2 separate regions of the Cricetulus griseus genome follow, and region 2 is linked to region 1. The links are chromatin contacts, called in public Hi-C maps. All regions are on one chromosome and are shown on one strand. The core of a region is the stretch at or near the end of the contact, and the rest is flanking DNA. Distances in the headings are between cores, read along the strand shown.

Region 1 (4,637 bases), core at 1,864-4,363:
CTGGGTCCTGTGACTGGTGCCACCAGGATAGACATTTCCTGTACTTATAAGTGTCCAGTCTATGTGCCTGCTATGCCTCCAGTGGCCAAGAGGACTGTCTTCAGTGCTGACGGGAAGCTAGGAGGGATATCCTGATTGGGGGCAGCAGCTAGGGACTAGCTGGGTGTGTGGCAGCTAGGGACTAGGCTTGAGGGGGAAGTGGCCACTCAGGACAGTGGGGTGGGGTCTTCCTGCCTTGTACCCAAGCAGATGAATCAAGCAGCCCCAGGCTAGGGGTGGTCAGCAAGGAAGAGGTATGCCCAGGAAGGCTAAGGGGACAACAGGCTAACACTGAGTGTACATCTTCAGACCCTGTCATATGCAAAGAAAGCCCTATGGGGCCAACATAGGAGATCCCTGCTTGAAGCTCCTGGAGGCTCTTCTTCCCATCCTAGGACCCCTGTTAGCCCTGAGCCTGCCCTTGAGGGGCTGTGCATGGCCTCTTAGTGGTGGGTCTCCACAGCTGGGTAGCAGGTGGGTGTCTCCATGTTAATATGATCCTCTGCTATCACCAGCTGCTTGCCAGAGTGTCCCAGTCCTAGCCTTGGGCTCTTCTGAGTGTCTTGTCCTCACAGTCATCTAGTGCAACCACTTGTGGCTCAAATGTTCCTGTCACCCTGTCTTAGGGTGACTATTGCTGTGATGAAACACCATGACCAAAGCACCTTGGGAGAAAAGGGTTAATTTAGCTTACACTTCCACATCACTGTTTATTATCAAAGGAGGTTAGCACAGGAACAAACAGGGCAGGAACCTGGAGGCAGAGGTCATGGAAGGGTGCTGAGGTCATGGAAGGGTGCTGTTTACTGGCTTGCTCCTTATGGCTTGCTCAGCCTGCTTTCTTATGGAACCCAGGACCACCAGCCCAGGGATGGCCCCACCCACAATGGGCTGAGCCCTCTCCCAACAGTCACTAATTAAGAAAATGCCCCACAGATTTGCATCCAGCCAGATCTTACAGAGGCATTTCTTCAGTCAAGAGTCCTTCCTCAGATGACTATAACTTGCATCAAGTTGACATAAAACTAGCCAGCACATACCCCCTTTAGAAAGTTCTCTGCTTCACCTCTCTGACTCTCATTCTGTCTCTTTGCTTGATGGTGTGTCTCTGTCTCTCTCTGTCCCACCATCTGTCCCTCTCTCCCCCTGCCTGGGCCCCGGCTGGGCTGGAGCCAAGCTCCAGAGGGACTGGGTGGGTGTGGATGGAATGTACACGGCTCTTCAGAGCAAATGTGGTTTGTGAGGACTCCAGCTGGAGGCAGGAGCAGGGATTTGGGGGGAGTTCGTTTGGCAGTAGTGCCCTCCTGCTCAGGCTTCCCAGTGCTTGGGAGTTCATTGAGCTTTGTTTTAGGGGACTTGAGATGTCACTGCAGAACCTTCTCTGAAAAATCTTTGGGTGGTTGGGGCCTGGGACACCAGCTTAAATGCAAACCCTGAACCCTGGCATCTGTAATGAAGTCCAGGCTTGGTAGCTTCAGGCTGAGCTCTGCCCAGGTGGCTGACGTCAGCGTGGCCCATCCCGCTTCTTAGAGTGCGTAAAAGATAGAATGCGGAACTCTGGATACCCTCACCCCGTACCCCACACAGGTCTGAGAACAGCAGAAAGCAAGTCCTCCCTCCCTGCTCTCCAGTTGCAGCTTCTTCTGTTGATCCCGCACTCTGGCCTGGAACCTGCTGCTTAGCTGGCTTGGCTGGCCACAGACCTTAGCCTGAGGCCTTTTGTGACAGGTCTTTGTCAGAAACTGAAAATTTCTTATTGCTGTCTTGAAGCTTTCTGTCTAGGCATGGGGCAAGGAAGACTGACTGACTCAGCGGAGGCTGTCTGGCTGTCTGGGGAGAGTCTGTTTGACTGACTGGTGGACTGGGGAGGGGCTGGTTGGTGGACTGGGGGAAGATTGACTGACAGGGGAGATTATGACTGACAAGGAAGGAGACTCTGGGGAGAGAACTAAATTGCCACCTGGTTTCTTGTTGAACTCAGGGCTTGTCTGTCCTTGGGCTTGGGACCCACGGGAGGGTGAGCAAGCAGTCACCTGACACATAGGCTAGCCTGCCAGGTGCCCTCATTCTGGGCATTGACTTGCTCCCACCATTGGCTTGCTGTTTGTGAAGGAACCAGTAGGACAGTCAAGAGTCAGGGTGTTGCCCCCCTTCCTCTCACCATTCCCCCCAAAAAGAGTCCCTACATCTGTGAAGGAGTCATTCGCATGGCTTCCCCCAGCCCTGTAGACTGTCTTGGTGGGTGGATTCTCCCCTGCTGGATGTTTCTGTGATTGTGTTTCACAGTCCATGGCCTTTGTTCTTGTGGCCTATTATGTGGGAGTGTTTGGATCAGCAACGGGGACCTGCTGTGTGTTTGTGCACTGTGGGGGGTGTGGGTTGGGTTATTTCATGCCTGCTTCCAAGGATGAGCCACCATGAAAGACAGCCTGATCCAGCTGGTTCAGGAAGTGGGGCTCAGCCTTGGGGTGTGGCTGGGGTTGCCAGCTGTGTCTTCTAAACTGTGCTGCCTCAGACTCAGAAGGACAGAACCTTCTATAGACGGATGGCTTTGGAGACCATCCTGGGCTGCAAAGAGTTTGGCCCATGGTTTCAAGTTGGCCCCTATTCTCTTTCTGTTTCCCTCCCTTCTGCTTGTGGGGAACAGAGCAGAGGGGATAATATGACCACTGGGCTCAGGGGAATCATACTCACCACCACCTTCTGTTTCCAGATGCATATTGAGACAGTACCCTGGAGGATTCTGTGGGGAGGAGAGCCTTAAGTCCTCAGTCCCCAGTGTGCCATGTCCCTCTGTCCTCATATGTTAGATGGCCGAATGAGACCAGGGGCAAAGTGCTGGGCTGGGAGTGAACTGATGGGGACAGGGACCCCTAAAGAGGAGGACAAAAAGAAGTTGTAGGCTCTTCTAGTTACAAGAGGAGTGGGGGTGGGGGTAGGTGGGGCACCTGGTTGCCCAGGCTGCAGTTGTTCCCAGGAATAAAGTGTCCTGTGTCCATAGAATACAGCTGCTTGGGGGTGGGGAATAGCCGCTGACTTTGCCTGGCCATGCCTGCCAGCAGCTGCTGCCTTGGCCCAGAGGGAAGCAGGGTGGGGCTGGCCTTGCTGGGAGCCAGGGTAGGGACAGACTTTTCTAGACTCTGGGTTGTGCATTTTGAATGTACCAGGCTTACAACTCACTGTAGAGGTGAAATTACTCCTGCCTCTTTCCTTCTGCATTGTACAGATAGGGACACTGAGGCAGGCAGCACCCGTGTACTATCTGAGGTCACAGAGCTGAGTCCTACTGAGAGGGCCTGGGATTGGAGCCTGGCACTGTATAGATGAGAATTAGGCTGTTTTTCTAACCTCCTTGTTCCTAGAGCATCCCAGTGCAACCTGGGTGGTCTCTGACTCTAGCTAGAGAACAGAGGAAACCATGGAGGAGCCAGGTTCAGGGCCATGAGTGAGATACCACATTCAGCCTCAGGGAGGAGAAGCCCTTAGCAGCCCCCATGAAAGATTCCCATACATGAATAAGAGCCAGATGTGGTGGAACGGGACCATCATCCCTGTATTCGGGAGGCTGAGACATGAGGATCTCAAATTCAGGGACATCCTGGGCAACAGGGAGAGAAGGCCCAGCAGCCAGGAGCACTTGTAGAAGACCCAGGTCTGGTTCCCAGTATCCACATGGCTCACAACTGTCTGTAACCCCAGTTCCAGGGGTTCTGACCCCCTCCTTTGAAGGGACTGGGTGTGCACGTGGTGCATGTACATACATGTAGACAAAATACTCATAAAATAAATTTTTATAAGATTGAAAGTAAAAAATGACTTAGGTGATAGGTCTGTGGTAGAGCGCTTGCTTAGCATACGTAAGGTCCCGGGTTCCAACCCTAGCACTGCATAGAGAAAAGAAGTGAGTCCCGGTGACTCTGCTGGCTCCTATGTGTTATGACAGGTATGTTTTCTGAATAGCTGACTGCGCCAGTTTAGGGTCTGTAGACTGTTTGCATAGACTGTCATGTACCTGTGGAGGGCATATGGGACTGGTCTGGAGGGGTCACTGTTGGCCTTATTTCTGTTCTGGAGGCATAGGAAAGAGATAACCAGGAGGAAGCAATAGGGACTGTCATTGCTCAGGTGGCATCACAGCCTCCTGGAATTTGCCTTTAGAGACCACAGCCATGGGAAAGGTGGCCTGGCCCAGGCAGGCTCTATCTACATGCCCAGTTGTGACTGTTTGGGATAGGAAGCTGGTGTGCTGCAGCCTGAAGTCACAGCGGGAAAAGAGGTGCCAGGGTCACTTGGGTGAGCACATTCTGCTCCTGTCCACCTACAGGACCGTAGCCTGTCGGGCAAGCTGGAGCCTGTGTCACCTCCCAGTCCCCCGCACGCCGACCCTGAGCTGGATCTGGCACCTTCTCGGCTGTCCAAGGAGGAGCTGATCCAGAACATGGACCGCGTGGACCGTGAGATCACCATGGTGGAGCAGCAGATCTCCAAGCTGAAGAAGAAACAGGTGAGTAATGAGGATAGGAGGGGCACTCCAGTGAAGGCAGGTGCTGGTCCCCACATCCCCAGATGCCCAGAGTCATGTGATTTCCTGTTTTTCT
Region 2 (4,672 bases), core at 945-3,444, 140 kb before region 1:
GGCCACATAGCTGTCCTTGGAGTAAGTGGGAACTGTGAAACGGCAGATTTGCGGGGCTGGAGAAATAGCTCAGCAGTTAAGAGCACTTGCTGCTGTAGCAGAGAAACCAGGTTCAGTTCCTACCATCTACATCAGGTGGCTCGAAAACATCTAGAATTCCATATCCAGGGGGCTCTGATACCCTCTACCAGCCTCACATTGCACTCATCTGTGCACACAGTTACAAACAGAGACACATAAGCATACACATAATTTAAAACTTACTGGGGAGAGGCCAGGCGTTGGTGGCGCACGCCTTTAATCCCAGCACTTGGGAGGCAGAGGCAGGCGGATCTCTGTGAGTTGGAGGCCAGCCTGGTCTCCAGAGCGAGTGCCAGGATAGGCTCCAAAGCTACACAGAGAAACCCTGTCTCAAAAAACCAAAAAAAAAAAAAAAAAAAAAAAAAATTACTGGTGAGACCAAAGCTGGGCTGTTTCTATGTCCCTGGAATGCTGATGTTATTTGAGTACTTGTTGTCTACTACATAAATGTTCCACATTTACCACATGTGTTCAGTATTTTGTGTCAAGATTTGGGGAAGTGCTGGTGTTATCATTCCTCTCATTTTTTCCAGTGAGGAAACTGAGGCACAGAGAGACGAGGTCATAGTTCACCGTCACTGTCTCCTGGTTGGTAAAAGGGGAACAGATTTTCATCTCAGCAGCCTGGTCCAGCTCTTGAGTGCTCCCGGCTTGTTCCTTTATGTGCAGTACCCAGACATGCCCCCTGTGCTGCTGTGTGGTTCCCAGGACCCCAGAGAGAATTCCCACCCAGATCGGGAAGCATGACAGGTGCTGAGGCAGGAGACCCCAAGAAGCCTGGGGAGGGGCTGGAGAGATGATTCACATGTTAAGAGCACTGGAAGCTCTTCCAGAGGATCTGAGTTCAATTCCCAGCAACCACACGGTGGTTCACAACCATCTATGATGAAATCTGGTGCCCTCTTCTGGCCTGTAGGCAGAACACTGTATACATAATAAATAAATTAATTTTTTTAAAAAAAAGAAGAAGCCTGGGGAGGAAGAGAGATTAGAGGGTCGGGTGCCCAAATGCATCCCAGTTGTGTCCAGCACAGTGGTTCTCAGCCTTCCTAACATGCATGAGACCCTTTAATACAGTTCTTCATGTTGTGGTGTTGTGGTAGCCCCAAACCATAAAATTATTTTTATTGCTACTTCATAACTGTAATTTTTCTTTTTTGTTGTTGTTGTTGTTTCAAGACAGGGTTTCTCTGTGTAGTCCTGGCTGTCCTAGAACTCACTCTGTAGATCAGACAGGCCTCAAACTCAGAGATCCACCTGCCTCTGCCTCCCAATTGCTGGGATTAAAGGCATGAGCCATCACTGCTCTGCCATAACTGTATTTTTCTAACTGTTATGACTTGTAATGTAAATAATTTCAGAGATAGACATTTGCCAAAGGGGTTGTGACCCACGGGTTGAGAACTGCTGTTCTAGACGGAGTGCCGTTTACCAGGCCAGGCTGCTAGGTAAGAGCCCAGGCCTGTCTAGTCCAGGCTTGTTCCAGACAGGTGGCAAGTGGTGGGCAGGGCAGGAAGAGTCATATGTCTAAAAATAATGCCTGGCTCCCGGAGCCTGCCACAGGATGGAGCGAGACAGCAAGAGAGTGGGCAGGATTCCCTAGAATGTGGGGGGTTGTGTATATAACTTCAAGGGAGCTGTCCCACTTTGAAGTCTGGGGAGCTGGGCTAGAGGAGTGAGGTGCTGGGGGCAACAAATGGTACCATCCTGGAGTCAGGTTTGAGCCATTCCAGGCCATGTGCTTTGGGGGTCACAGCTTGCACAAAGAGGGTTAGAGGAGCATGTAGGAGGCAGGAAGGTCTCTGCAGTGTGGCCACTATGCCCATTTCTCTCATCTTCTTGTCACCTGCCTCGCTCACTTAGGATATGGGACTCCATACCCAAGCCACCCCTCCCCCACTTCACCCTACCCTTACCCCTCCCCTGCAACCTCATCTCCTCAGATGGATAGGCAAGGCCTAGTGTAGGGCAAGGACTTGTAAGCTGATAGACACAGCACAGTGGCCTCTCTGGTTTCCCTCTGTGTCTATGGCTACCATCTGCCCTCTGCTGGGCCACAGGAATGTCTTCTGTTTGAGGAGCCAGAGACCCAATGATGTCACACAGGCCTCTCTGACCCAGCTTTGTGCAACTCTTGGGTCTCTGGTCTTAGACTGTGGGCAGCAGCTGTTTGCGGGCAGGACATGGTTTCCCCATGACATCAGCTTTGGCAAGCAAGTAGGCAGGGGTGGGCGGCCAGCCCTGTGAATGGAGGCTGGATGGCATTGTGTCTCCCTGGGCCAGGCTCTGTGACCACGCCATGCCCACGTCCAGCTCACAGGAAAGCCACTTCCTGCCCCGCCCACTTCAGGGTCCAGATGAGGGTGGGCGAGAGGGACATTGCATGGACATTATGCCAAGGACAGTTGGAAATGGTTTTCAGCTGTGTCACAGAATGTGGCACAGACCCTGTGACCTGGGGCAGACCCAGGCACGCTGCCCTGTGATACTACATATCACCAGCAGATGCCGCTATTGGTCACACAGAAGGTTCCAGGCATCCTGTCTTGCCTAGTGGCAGAACTTGAATCTGGGACTGAAGTAGAAACTCTCCGGCCAAGGGTTTCCACACTGCAGGTGATTTGCAGCAGGCAGGTAGGAAAGACAGCCTGGCCCAGAAGCTGGGTAGACAGAGTAGCTGCATGGAGCATGGGGGGTTCTGGATAATGGTACCTCCTCTCCTACCAGGCTGTGGCACCTACTCTTCAGGGAGGCGAGTGAGTCTCTCTGAGTTCAGGCCTGGGCTACAATTCCTCACAGAATTAATTTCCTAGAAGAAAAAAAAAAATAAAGATCAATGCCTGTCCCTCGGTGCCAGACATTAAACTCCTTCTCGGGATTGGTGGTGGCGAGCTGTTGTGACAGGGGTGACAACGGAGACACCCAGGGGAGACTGGTGGAAGCTCAGTCGATGCCTCACTTCCTGACACCCATGTGGCTGAGCACACTGTCATTGAGTCAGGACATGCAGCCACCCGCCCCTGCAGCCATTCACACCCCCCCACACACACTTCATTTGCGAGCCCCTCAGTTCACAGCACGGTGCCTGTGGCAGAGCAGAGCCCCAAATGAGCTATTTATGGGCCATCTTTCCACGTTGCTCGCATATTATAATTAAGAGATAATGTCAGTGGAATAGAACGTTGTCACCCAGTAACGGCCTCCTGCCGCCTCGGAAATGTCACGGCAAAGTCACAGATATATCAAGCATAAAACTGACGTTTGTTTTCAGAGCAGGATCACTGATCCTGGGACGGTGATACAGCTGCAGCTTCATTTCTGTCTCAGAAGTGATGGATGCCGATGATGGCTGGGTCTGAAGGAGGAGGGGTCTTGTCTGTGGTGGGACCAGCTGGGCCTGTGCTTCACATGGCAAGTAGAGGATATGGCTGCCCTCTGCATCCCGCTCTCAGCTATAGCCATGAAGGTGGCCTGGGTGCCCTGGCTCTCGATGGGGCCGTGTGTTTTCTGCAGCCCAAGAGGCTGCCAGATGGTAGGGTCCCCCTTCCTGTCACCGTGTTGTCTCTGGGGAACTGAGCGGCTGCTGGTAGCTTGTCCTTGGACAACATCAGTCTCCAAGTCACTGCTCTGAGCCACACGGCCTTGGAAGGACAGTGGTGACTTTGTGACTGGGGTGTCTACACTGTGGAGTAGCTAAGGGTCTGCAGGATTCCAGAGTGGTGTCCTGGTGAGATCACTTATCTGGCTGACGTTGTATCACCCAGCGACATTGTCAGGTGCACATCTGCTCACGCTCCGTACACTCCACTGACATAGCCTGGTCCCAACACATCTTGTCCCCAGCCCTGAACATCAGCCTTAGCTCAGTCCCCATACCCCCTGCCAGCCCTGCCAGTCAGGCCTTTAACCCATCTCGTTATCTTGGGACACCATTTCTCCACACCCCACTCCTGATGGCCTCCCCACTTCTACTGTGACCACTCATCCTGAGCATCCATGCTGAGTGTCTCCTATAGACTCCAGCTCGGGCTCTCCTACTCCCAAGCTTCCATCTTAAGCACTTGCCATACCCCCCCTCCCCACCGAAACACACAATTTTTTTTTACACTGCTGGGATGGAACCTGGGGCCTCATGAATGTTACGCAATCACTGACAATGAGCCACAGCCTGGCTGGCAGACCTCCTCCAGAACACTGATCGGCAAACGGTCACCTCAAATCCCAGTGACGGAGACATTTAGCTCCTGCCTTTGCAGGCCAGTGAGGGAGGCTGGTCCTGTCCCAGGTGAGCTTACTCACACATCCTCAGGGTGGTCTGTGGCAGATTGCATCTTATTAAGGGGGTTGAGCGTTTGCGTGCGCTCCATGGTCATAAGCCTTAAACACACATGGCTTCCGGCAGTGGGTCTGCCCCAAAATGTGAGGACATTCTCCCCCACAAGAGCTCTGGCTGCGCTGTCCATCGGGGAACAGATGGACAGTCATCCGCCCTAGAGATAGAGGACCAGAGCAGGCATAAATTGTGACCATTAAGAGGTTTCTGCCACTGAGTCTCCCATCTGGTACTTGCCAAGCAGCTGGCTTGTCCTGG

The links. A called contact is a pair of places that touch in the nucleus more often than the background predicts.
Region 2: a contact with region 1 is called in a Hi-C map of liver, with 4 times the contacts expected there. The contact joins two enhancer-like sites. A contact is called at or near these places in 3 of 8 Hi-C or Micro-C datasets (the CHO-K1 cell line and liver).

What each region holds. Positions count from the first base shown.
Region 1 is chr4:104,738,492-104,743,128 of CriGri-PICRH-1.0, reverse strand. Ncor2 (nuclear receptor corepressor 2) reads left to right here. Exons shown (of 50, transcript XM_035443342.1): 8 at 4,364-4,543. Among named protein-coding and RNA genes, the nearest start is that of Ncor2, 66 kb to the left of the region's middle. Within about 2 kb of position 3,113, at least 2 of the 6 cell types and tissues checked have open chromatin away from gene starts, as enhancers often do.
Region 2 is chr4:104,881,308-104,885,979 of CriGri-PICRH-1.0, reverse strand. No RefSeq gene overlaps it. Among named protein-coding and RNA genes, the nearest start is that of Ncor2, 77 kb to the right of the region's middle. Within about 2 kb of position 2,194, at least 4 of the 6 cell types and tissues checked have open chromatin away from gene starts, as enhancers often do.